Linked DNA regions of Mus musculus: regions 1 and 2 are each linked to region 3. The links are chromatin contacts, called in public promoter capture Hi-C maps. All regions are on one chromosome and are shown on one strand. The core of a region is the stretch at or near the end of the contact, and the rest is flanking DNA. Distances in the headings are between cores, read along the strand shown. Region 1 holds the start of Tifa (TRAF-interacting protein with forkhead-associated domain). Region 2 holds the start of Tbck (TBC1 domain containing kinase). Region 3 holds the start of Rrh (retinal pigment epithelium derived rhodopsin homolog).

The links. Promoter capture Hi-C pulls out the DNA fragments that hold promoters and counts their contacts.
Region 1: a promoter capture Hi-C map of liver shows a contact between it and region 3, with 7 times the contacts expected there. The contact joins the promoter of Tifa here to the promoter of Rrh in region 3. A contact is called at or near these places in 8 of 39 promoter capture datasets (the 3T3-L1 cell line, the C10 cell line, embryonic stem cells and 4 more), 1 of 484 Hi-C or Micro-C datasets (liver), 1 of 115 datasets of contacts at active chromatin or transcription factors (large pre-B cells) and 2 of 9 other capture datasets (adipose tissue and liver).
Region 2: a contact with region 3 is called in a promoter capture Hi-C map of pre-B cells, with 8 times the contacts expected there. The contact joins the promoter of Tbck here to the promoter of Rrh in region 3. A contact is called at or near these places in 4 of 39 promoter capture datasets (hippocampal neurons, liver and pre-B cells), 3 of 484 Hi-C or Micro-C datasets (CD4 T cells, CD8 T cells and regulatory T cells) and 2 of 9 other capture datasets (adipose tissue and liver).

What each region holds. Positions count from the first base shown.
Region 1 is chr3:127,788,427-127,791,126 of GRCm38.p6, reverse strand. It overlaps Tifa (TRAF-interacting protein with forkhead-associated domain), which reads right to left and starts at 1,255. Exons shown (of 3, transcript NM_145133.4): 1 at 956-1,255.
Region 2 is chr3:132,682,815-132,685,514 of GRCm38.p6, reverse strand. Tbck (TBC1 domain containing kinase) reads right to left here and starts at 1,371. Exons shown (of 26, transcript NM_001163455.2): 1 at 1,121-1,371. Aimp1 (aminoacyl tRNA synthetase complex-interacting multifunctional protein 1) reads left to right here and starts at 1,636. Exons shown (of 7, transcript NM_007926.2): 1 at 1,636-1,722. The coding sequence starts at 1,721.
Region 3 is chr3:129,821,207-129,824,030 of GRCm38.p6, reverse strand. It overlaps Rrh (retinal pigment epithelium derived rhodopsin homolog), which reads left to right and starts at 1,526. Exons shown (of 7, transcript NM_009102.3): 1 at 1,526-1,654. The coding sequence starts at 1,549.

The sequences.
Region 1 (2,700 bases), core at 6-2,505, 2.0 Mb after region 3:
TTACAAGAAGGGAGTTTTTATTTTTGCAAAAAAGCTTCTCTTCTTGACAAACACCCGACACCGAGCTGGCAGAAGGGGAAGAGAAACTTGGAAGAAACAAAAGATAATTTTACTCTCTTGCCCAACTCCCTCAGTTGCCATGGCCCCACCGGGTGTCTTAGAAGACATTTGTCCGCGAATTTTACACCAAAGCAGACCTGCACTGCCGACTCAGCAGCCTTTCTGGTTCCCAATCTTTCAGAGAGAGTGGGGGCAACCAAGTACGGAGAGGAGAGCGTCAGGCAAGCTCAGCGCTTTCCAGCGTTGGCGATTCTCGCTCTGCCCACCCTCCACTTCTTATCCCCACCCCGGCCCCACTCCCCTCCCTGGCCGCGGACCCCCCACGGAGCCTCTCCCAGCAACCGGATGCGAATCCTCTGGGAAAATTGGAAAATCCCGGATCACAACGACGCTGGGCTTTCCTGTGACCCGGCTACGGCCGGGAGGTGGGTCTGGAAGAGGCTTGTGCACTCCGGACTGGGATATTTCCCAAGTTCAATAACAGCATGTGACGGCGGGGGACCGGGATGTCGGCTAGTGAGCCAGAATGCACAAGCGGCATCCTTCTAGTTTCCGATTGGATGAAAAGTTTGCAAGAATAGGAGAGGAAAGACATACACACACACCGCTCCCCTCCCCCAGTATTGTTCGGTTCCTCCCTTATTTTATAAAGATCACGTATTTCATAAGCTTAAGATCGCGCTGGCTATATATTTTTTCAACCTTTCCTTAGTATATAGTGCAAGACTGCCTGTAAACCAAGCCAAGGAGAGAGAGAGCGAGAGCGAGGGAGAGGGAGAGGGAGGGAGGGAGGGAGGGAGGGAGAGAGAGAGAGAGAGAGAGAGAGAGAGAGAGAGAGAGAAGCAGGCAAGCGACAGTCCCCCACTCTCAAGCTAAACAGGTGACCAATAGGTACCTGGGGACTTGGAGGTCCGTGAGTCTTGCGGAGCCTTCTGGTGGAAGCCTGGGGATAGGGGTGGGGGTGGGGGACCGTCGCTGCCAGCGCCGTGGGAGCTCGAGGAATCCGCAGGTCGCTGGTCCTCCCACGCCACCGAGCCTCCCACGGGCGCGCCAAGAGCGGCCTCGCGCGAGTGACCTCGGCAAAGCCCTTGCCGGGAGGAAAGCCCCGCAGAGCCAGGCAAGAGGCTGCCGCCGCCGTCCAGCCCTTTTCCACAGGAAGCCCTGCCCCCTGTCGCCTCTCTGAGGTCTCCTGACTGACCGGGTTTGAGTCGCCGGGCACCCGGGGCGACCGCACCTTCTCCAACAAGAGGCAGCTCTAGATGGCATGTGACCCGGGAGCTGGGCTTTGAGAAGAAAGGAACTGGGTCGGTTCCAGATTAAGAGCTGCTGTGGGGTGGTGGACCAGCAGGCAGTTGGAGGACTCGTTGGGGACCCTAAGAATGTGCGCCTGATCTCGGGCCTTGGGAGGCAGTGGCTACTCTCTGCTCAACCCGAGGCGTGGGGAGCGGATGAGAGTCCAGCCAGACAGGATTGGAACCTTCCTCGGGATGCTGCCACCCTGCGCACAAGCCGTCCAGAAGCCTCCTCACCTGTCACTTCCGGCTAACCAACCTTTCTTCGCCCAACACCTAGTGCTGAGTGGTGACAGGGGCAACAGCCTCGTGAGGGTCTTTCAGAGGACCGACTGGATACCCGGACACTAATTTCCGAAGTTCAAGGAGGTTGGGATGGAAATACAGAAGGCAGCTGTGGAGAGAGGTAGGAGAGGGCTTCTATTTAGGGAGAAGAGCGATGGAGAGCAGAGCGAAGAGAACCAGAGTGACTGTAGAAGTTGCCAAGGATGTTCTAGTTGTCCGTTCCGTCGTCCCCTCTGCTTGGGAACCTGAATAGCAATTCCCACAGTCTTTCCATGGAAACTGTTTATTTGTCTGGACTCTGTCCTTAATGTCAGGGGAGGTAGGTCTTTTTCTGGGACAATAAAATGATGTGGCTTCTGCACTGTTGTCAGTCTACTGGAGGGCCTCCCCCCCCCCCCCAATTCTGCTGGGAAGCCTCGGCTGGGAAAGGACTTAAGTACATTTAAGTGAGGCAGATTCCAGTAAGGGATGTAATTTCGTTGGTTAATGATCAACGTTTATTATTCCTTCTTGGAAGAAGAGACAGCCACGGAATCTTCTTTCGATTGAGCTGTATCAAAGCAGGTACAAGATAAGACATTGCCAAGTGATTGTGCCAAATAAACCCAGGCAATAAAGTAACATAAAAATCGGAGTTTCTGCTCTCAGATCTCTTTCTTGTTAACGGTTTTCTTTTTAGACAAGGTTTTGTCATGTAGCTCAGGCTAGCTTCCAAGTCAAGACCCTTCTGCCTCCTGTGAATCCTAGCGTCATGATTGTGCTCCATCTGAACTCTTTAATCTTCAAAGCTGAGTTGAAGAACATGTGAAAAAAATGTGACGAATAAGGGAGTAATAAAGTGATGGACATGGTCAAAGTGCATTAACACAAGTAGAGAAATAACATAGAAACCTTCACTTTATACTATTAATATTTAAGTAGGGGCTATTAACAACACTGACAGAAGATACAGGTTAAAATTCAGGATGCTAGAGGGCATGCTCTTTATTTTCCAGAACTGTCAGGCATGATTGATCCCAAAGAGACTCTAAGTAAGCATGCAGGTCCACATTAGAATCTAATC
Region 2 (2,700 bases), core at 122-2,621, 2.9 Mb before region 3:
CAAACCACTTCATATCCAATGCACACCTCAGACTTGCTCTACAAGAAGCCTGTAGAGCACAAGGCTCCTCTGTTCATTGGGAGCCAAATAAAGTCTCCCATAGGCTTTCAGAATTAATGGACCTGAAAACTTGGTAACACAGGCGAATTTGTTTTCTTGGTGATAAATGGAGAGAGCCAGTGCTATTCTCATCATAATAGAGGAGTCAAAACACATACTCAAAAGTTCATGTGAAAATAGTTATGACCACTATTCTGAATCTTGTCGATACTGTGAGCTAGCTTAAGTCTACTTGAATCTTAACTTCTTATTCAATGAGTAGATGCAAAATTACAGAAAGTTATATCTACATAGCAGGCTTGAAGTCATAGGAAAGGTGAGACATAACCTCAGCATTTTAATATTTAACTTTTACAATGATATATTAGATTTTCCGTTATAGACATTAAATAACATACAACTGAAAAATCAGACAAGTGTTTATGACTCAAAAAGATAAACCACAAGCAAGAAAACAAATTTCAGTATCAGTCTATCTCTCTGGTGTGCATGAAGCTCACGAACAAAAAATTGACACACACACACACACACAGGTGCTCACACTTGGTAACTAGAAGAGAGTGAAAAATGAAAACGATGAAGTCAGAGATTACAAGAGAAAGCCATGTAGGCAGGTAGTTGGCTTGGAAAATTTACTCAGGGAATACTTTGAAACTTCTACGTTAAGTCTGACGTTTCTGTAGCCAGAACACTGAAAACCACAAACATGGCCTGCACCTATAATGAACAAGACACAATGTAAACTCTTAAAGAGATTGGAGATGACTCACGTGAGTCGAAAATGTAGAAGAAGAAGAGGAGGAGGAGGAGAAAAGGGGGGAAAAAAGAGGGGTAGTGGGGAGACGTGGATTTTATCCAGAGTAAAATCGTATTTGCATTTCTAAGACTCGGTGAACTTGGGCTTCAGGGAGAAGGAAGTTTGGAGACAAACACAACAGCAAGCAGCTCCACAGATTGGTTCTATGGGTTCCTGCAGAATGGCCGGGTCACTCACAGTACCTGATTGTCCCACAAGTCCCACCCACTAACGCCAGGCAAGCGGCGACACCAGAATACCTGCCTGAATCTGGGGACGCAGAGATTGGGGGGTTGAGCTCCTAAGCGCGGAAGCTATGCCTGGCAGTGCTTAGTGGGCCGTGTCCTGCATTTCAGGCGCGTCTACAAGAGGCCGCCTAGGGAAGGTGACAGCCGGAGCGACACGCCTCCGTCCGCGCGGGCCTCCCGGGTCCCCGGCTCAGAACCCGAGGGTGAGCGCGCACCTCGCTCCACTGACAGCGCCCAGCACCCCCTCCCCCGCCGCCGCCTCGGGTCGGCCACTGCTCATGACGTCACATCGCCGAGACGCAACCCCGGGGGAAGACCCCAAAACTTCCGGCCGCCTGTCCCTTGCCCAGACAGACAGCCAAATGTAGCGAGTGAGAAAGAAGTGAGGGAAGATCGGAGGGAGGGAGGAAGGAAATGGGAGATGGGAGCTCAGTGTGGTACAGGGAGAGAGCTGGCGCAGGCAGCGGACGGCCGATGAGCGGTGAAACTGTGAAACGCTCAGGCATTTATCAGGGACAGCCTCCTGGGTCCTTTCTCGCTGCCGGGGACTGCGGGAGGCTGGCCCTTCCTTCTCCCGGCTGAGGCTGCTCAAGAGCTGCGGTTGGGTCACCGCTTCATGTGAGTGTCCCGATCCAGAGTTCTTCCCTTTCTCACCCGGGAAAAAGAACCTGACCTTCTGTGTAGTAGTGGGAAGCGCGGTCAAAACCTCCACCCACGTGCCCCCTTTTGATTCAACTTAGTTTGGGCAATGAATACGTGGCCGAGGGAGAGCATGCTACTGGAGGCAGGGGGTGAATGCATTACCTTGTTTCCTTTTAAGTGAGAGTGCAAAGGATTTCCAGTGTTTGTACGTGAGGACGGGTTGAAGAAGGAGATTCCTTGATTTCAACAGATATTAGAAACACCAGCTACCACTATACTCCCGGCAACAGTTTAGTTATTGGGTAAAGATCCATAAACTAAGTAGAAATGACTGTCAACGAAACGGACAAAAATCCCAGTCGTTGCCTCTCGGCTAGGGCTTATTGTTGAAGTACAGCATTAAAAGTAAGGTGAACACTCTGTATTTTAATATTGATATGTTTTACTTATGGGTATGTGTTCATGCCCGAGTGAGTTTTTGTGCAAAACTTGTGTGGAGGTAAACGCGGAGGCTAGAAAGCATCAGACCCCTGGGACCTGGAGTTACCTGTGATTGTGTGCTCCTGTGTAAGTGCTGGGCCCTGAGCTTGGGTTCCCTGCAACAAGCACTAAACGCTTTTTAGTGTTGGCATTTTATACTTAAATATTTTAGATTATAAGTACTGCACAGAAAAGGTATTAAGCCATAAAAAAAAAAAGGTAGATTATTTGACATGGTTGCCAGAGAAGGTTCTCAAGGAAAAGATGGCTTTCTAGGAAGGAGGTGACACAAATAGAATTAACAATAGAGAAAACCTTCAAGAAGTACAGTCAGTCATAAGGCCAAGCCATTGCGAAGGCCATGCAACAGAAACTTACCAAAGTATGAAGGGGTCTGACCAATGCCTGTGGGCTCAGAACTGAGAGAGGGGATTCATGATGCAGACAGAGAGTGTGGGCTAATCAGGGGGAGTG
Region 3 (2,824 bases), core at 277-2,776:
TTCCACTACTAGGGACCAAGTGCTCAGACATGAGCCTAAGGGCACACTCTCATTCACACATGAGTTTGGGAAGGGCATTAGCGCCAAGGACCAGTGCAACCTTACTAAGGGCTGTTAAGGTGACAGAGGTGAAAGATTGTAGAAGTCGGTGTACAGACCACCTGGACATTGCACACTGATATCCCAGACTGACTTCAGATTCTGTGTAGCCATGGCTGACCTCGGCTGTTAGGGTTATATAGTGTGGTTTCCCTTTTACGCTACGTAACTAGTTAAACATTGCTGTGTCTCACTCCCCTGTGTCTCTGGGGTTTGGTTGAAAGATTTCAGTTCTAATCAAATTCAAGTCAATCCCACTACCCGAACTTTGAGGTACTGAGATTTACACAGTAGGCTCAGATTCCTGGTGTAAGTTCTTTTTAAGGTATTCACATTTTAGAACACTGGAGTACTGGTCAGGTAGGCCACCCTGTTCCCTAGACTGAAAACTGCAACTAAGAAGGCCTCTAGAGAACCCGTGATGAGCAGATACGCCCTCTAGTGGTTCTATTAGACTATACAGAAATTGTGACTTGAGCCTTGCTTTGAAGCTCTACTGTCTAAACTTGGGAATTATGATGTTAAAAGGTAGCCTAGGTTCCTCTTTATCCTAACTGTGCATGTTCACACTAGGTTTTTATGTGTCCATACGGACTATCAGGATTATCGTGGCCTTGCTAAGTTGAGTGGTTGACTAATGTGAGCTCGTGAATGTCAAAATACAGAATTAACCAAGGTGGCATAGAGCGTGGTGTATCCATGCTGTAGAACATTTAACACTTGGCTATTACAGCCGAACTGGGTTTTATGGGATGGTATTTAGGGGGAACAGGCTTCATCATGTGTGCGTTACAGACAGACATACTGGTTACATATAACAGATGACCTCATTTTTGTTTAAAAAGAAAGAAGTGGCAAGAACCTCAAACTCTTAGCTCAGGCAATATTGGTGTCATTCATCCAGGGATTTAGAAGTATGGGAGTTGATAGTGTTATTGCTAAGGAAAATACATGTTTGCGTGCGCGCGCGCGCGCACACACACACACACACACACACACACACACACACGGACCTGAGATGAAAAAAAACCAGTGTGTAATGTGTTAACAGTTGGATCTCTAGTACAAAGGTGCAGTCCCTCACCTGAATAGCTACAGAAGATAACGGAACAGCTCATTTCAGGGACTGCTTTTGGAGTTGGGTTTGCCTGTGGTTTTTTTGCTAGACTAGGATGTGTTTACTTGGTAATCTGCTTATAAATACAAGCCTGGACCTAAAGTGCTTAAGATGTGAGGCGGTTGGAATTTCTTTGTTTTACTAAGGAGATTTTTCTCTCATTCTAAGAATTAAAATCTTTTCCTCTTCAGCCCAATTATGTATTAATGGACAGTCTTTGTGAAAAGGCCTTTCTTTGAGGTCTACAAGCGGAAATGATTTGTTCTGAAAGAGCATTCTTGACCGATCACCATTGCTGAGGGCTGCTTCAAAGGTGGTCTTGACTTTCCAAAATGCTGAGTGAGGCTTCGGATTTTAACAGCTCGGGCTCTAGGAGCGAAGGTTCTGTCTTTTCAAGGACTGAGCACAGCGTCATAGCGGCTTACCTGATTGTGGCAGGTACGGGTGTTTATTCAGTGACCTGCTTCTCGGGTGGGAGAAGAACTGAGGTGGTGGGCACAAGGGTGCAGGATGCAGGCTAGCTCAAACATGGGGTGGGCTGGGGTTGTAACAATCAGAAAATGGACATGGGAAAATATGCTGCTTCCTGACGGAAGGTTTTTGAGCAAAGAGGGACAAGAAAACTTTGTATCAAATGAAGCTTTAAAATAAAACTTGTCCGTATATTTGGTTTTTACCTTAAATTCATGAGCAGAGTGTGCATCGTGGTTAAAAGCATGCTTTCTATCATTTATGACTCTCATGCATAATTTGCAGTTTTCTTGGTAGGAAATAGCTCACGATTAAAACGTACTAGAGGAAACGCTGAAGTTTAAAGCAAAAGATAGAGGCTGCAGATCTGGTGTGTAAGTTCAGCTCCTCCCGCAGGCAGCCACGGGAGGCGGCAGCTTTGAAAGTGGGCCCAAGGGATTTCAGCTTTTTACTCTTGCACGGTCTCCTTTGCAAAATGAAGATAAGAATCAGGGATCCACTGAGCTCCTTATGAAGAGTATATATAATCAAGGCCCCTAAGGGACATGGGTACAAGGTATGCTCTTGTTGATAAAATTATCAGATTGAGATGAAGGCTTGTTTGTTGAAAAGGAGAGAAATGACAGAAACTGTACCAGTGGCCGGTGTGACTTTTATAACCAGCAATTACTTGATCTCAAACTTCACAGAAGTGGCGAGTTTTAGTAACTGTTATGTTGGGTTCATTGCTTTTCGGATTGACATTTATGAAAAATTCAAGTGTGTTTCCAAAAACAGTGAGAAATATATCTCCATGTGTCTTCATAACTACTTATTTTTACCTCATAGTTGACGTGGGCTATAGATAACAATTTCCTTTTAATTTTAGTGGTACCGTAACTAGTTCATTTGAATACTTCTGGGTGGTAAGAGGCAAAAAGTGAGCCCCCAATTCCAGAATTACACTACACAGAGGCACTGTATACAAGTTTTGGCTCCATTAAATATGTGACAGGGGAAATCTAACATTAATCTGGCATTTTGAAGCCTGGAACAGGAGAATTGCTAAGGATTCCAGAGTCACCTGGGCTCCATAGGGAGACTGTCACAAACAAACAAACAAACAAACACTAAAACAACAACAACAATAAACAAACA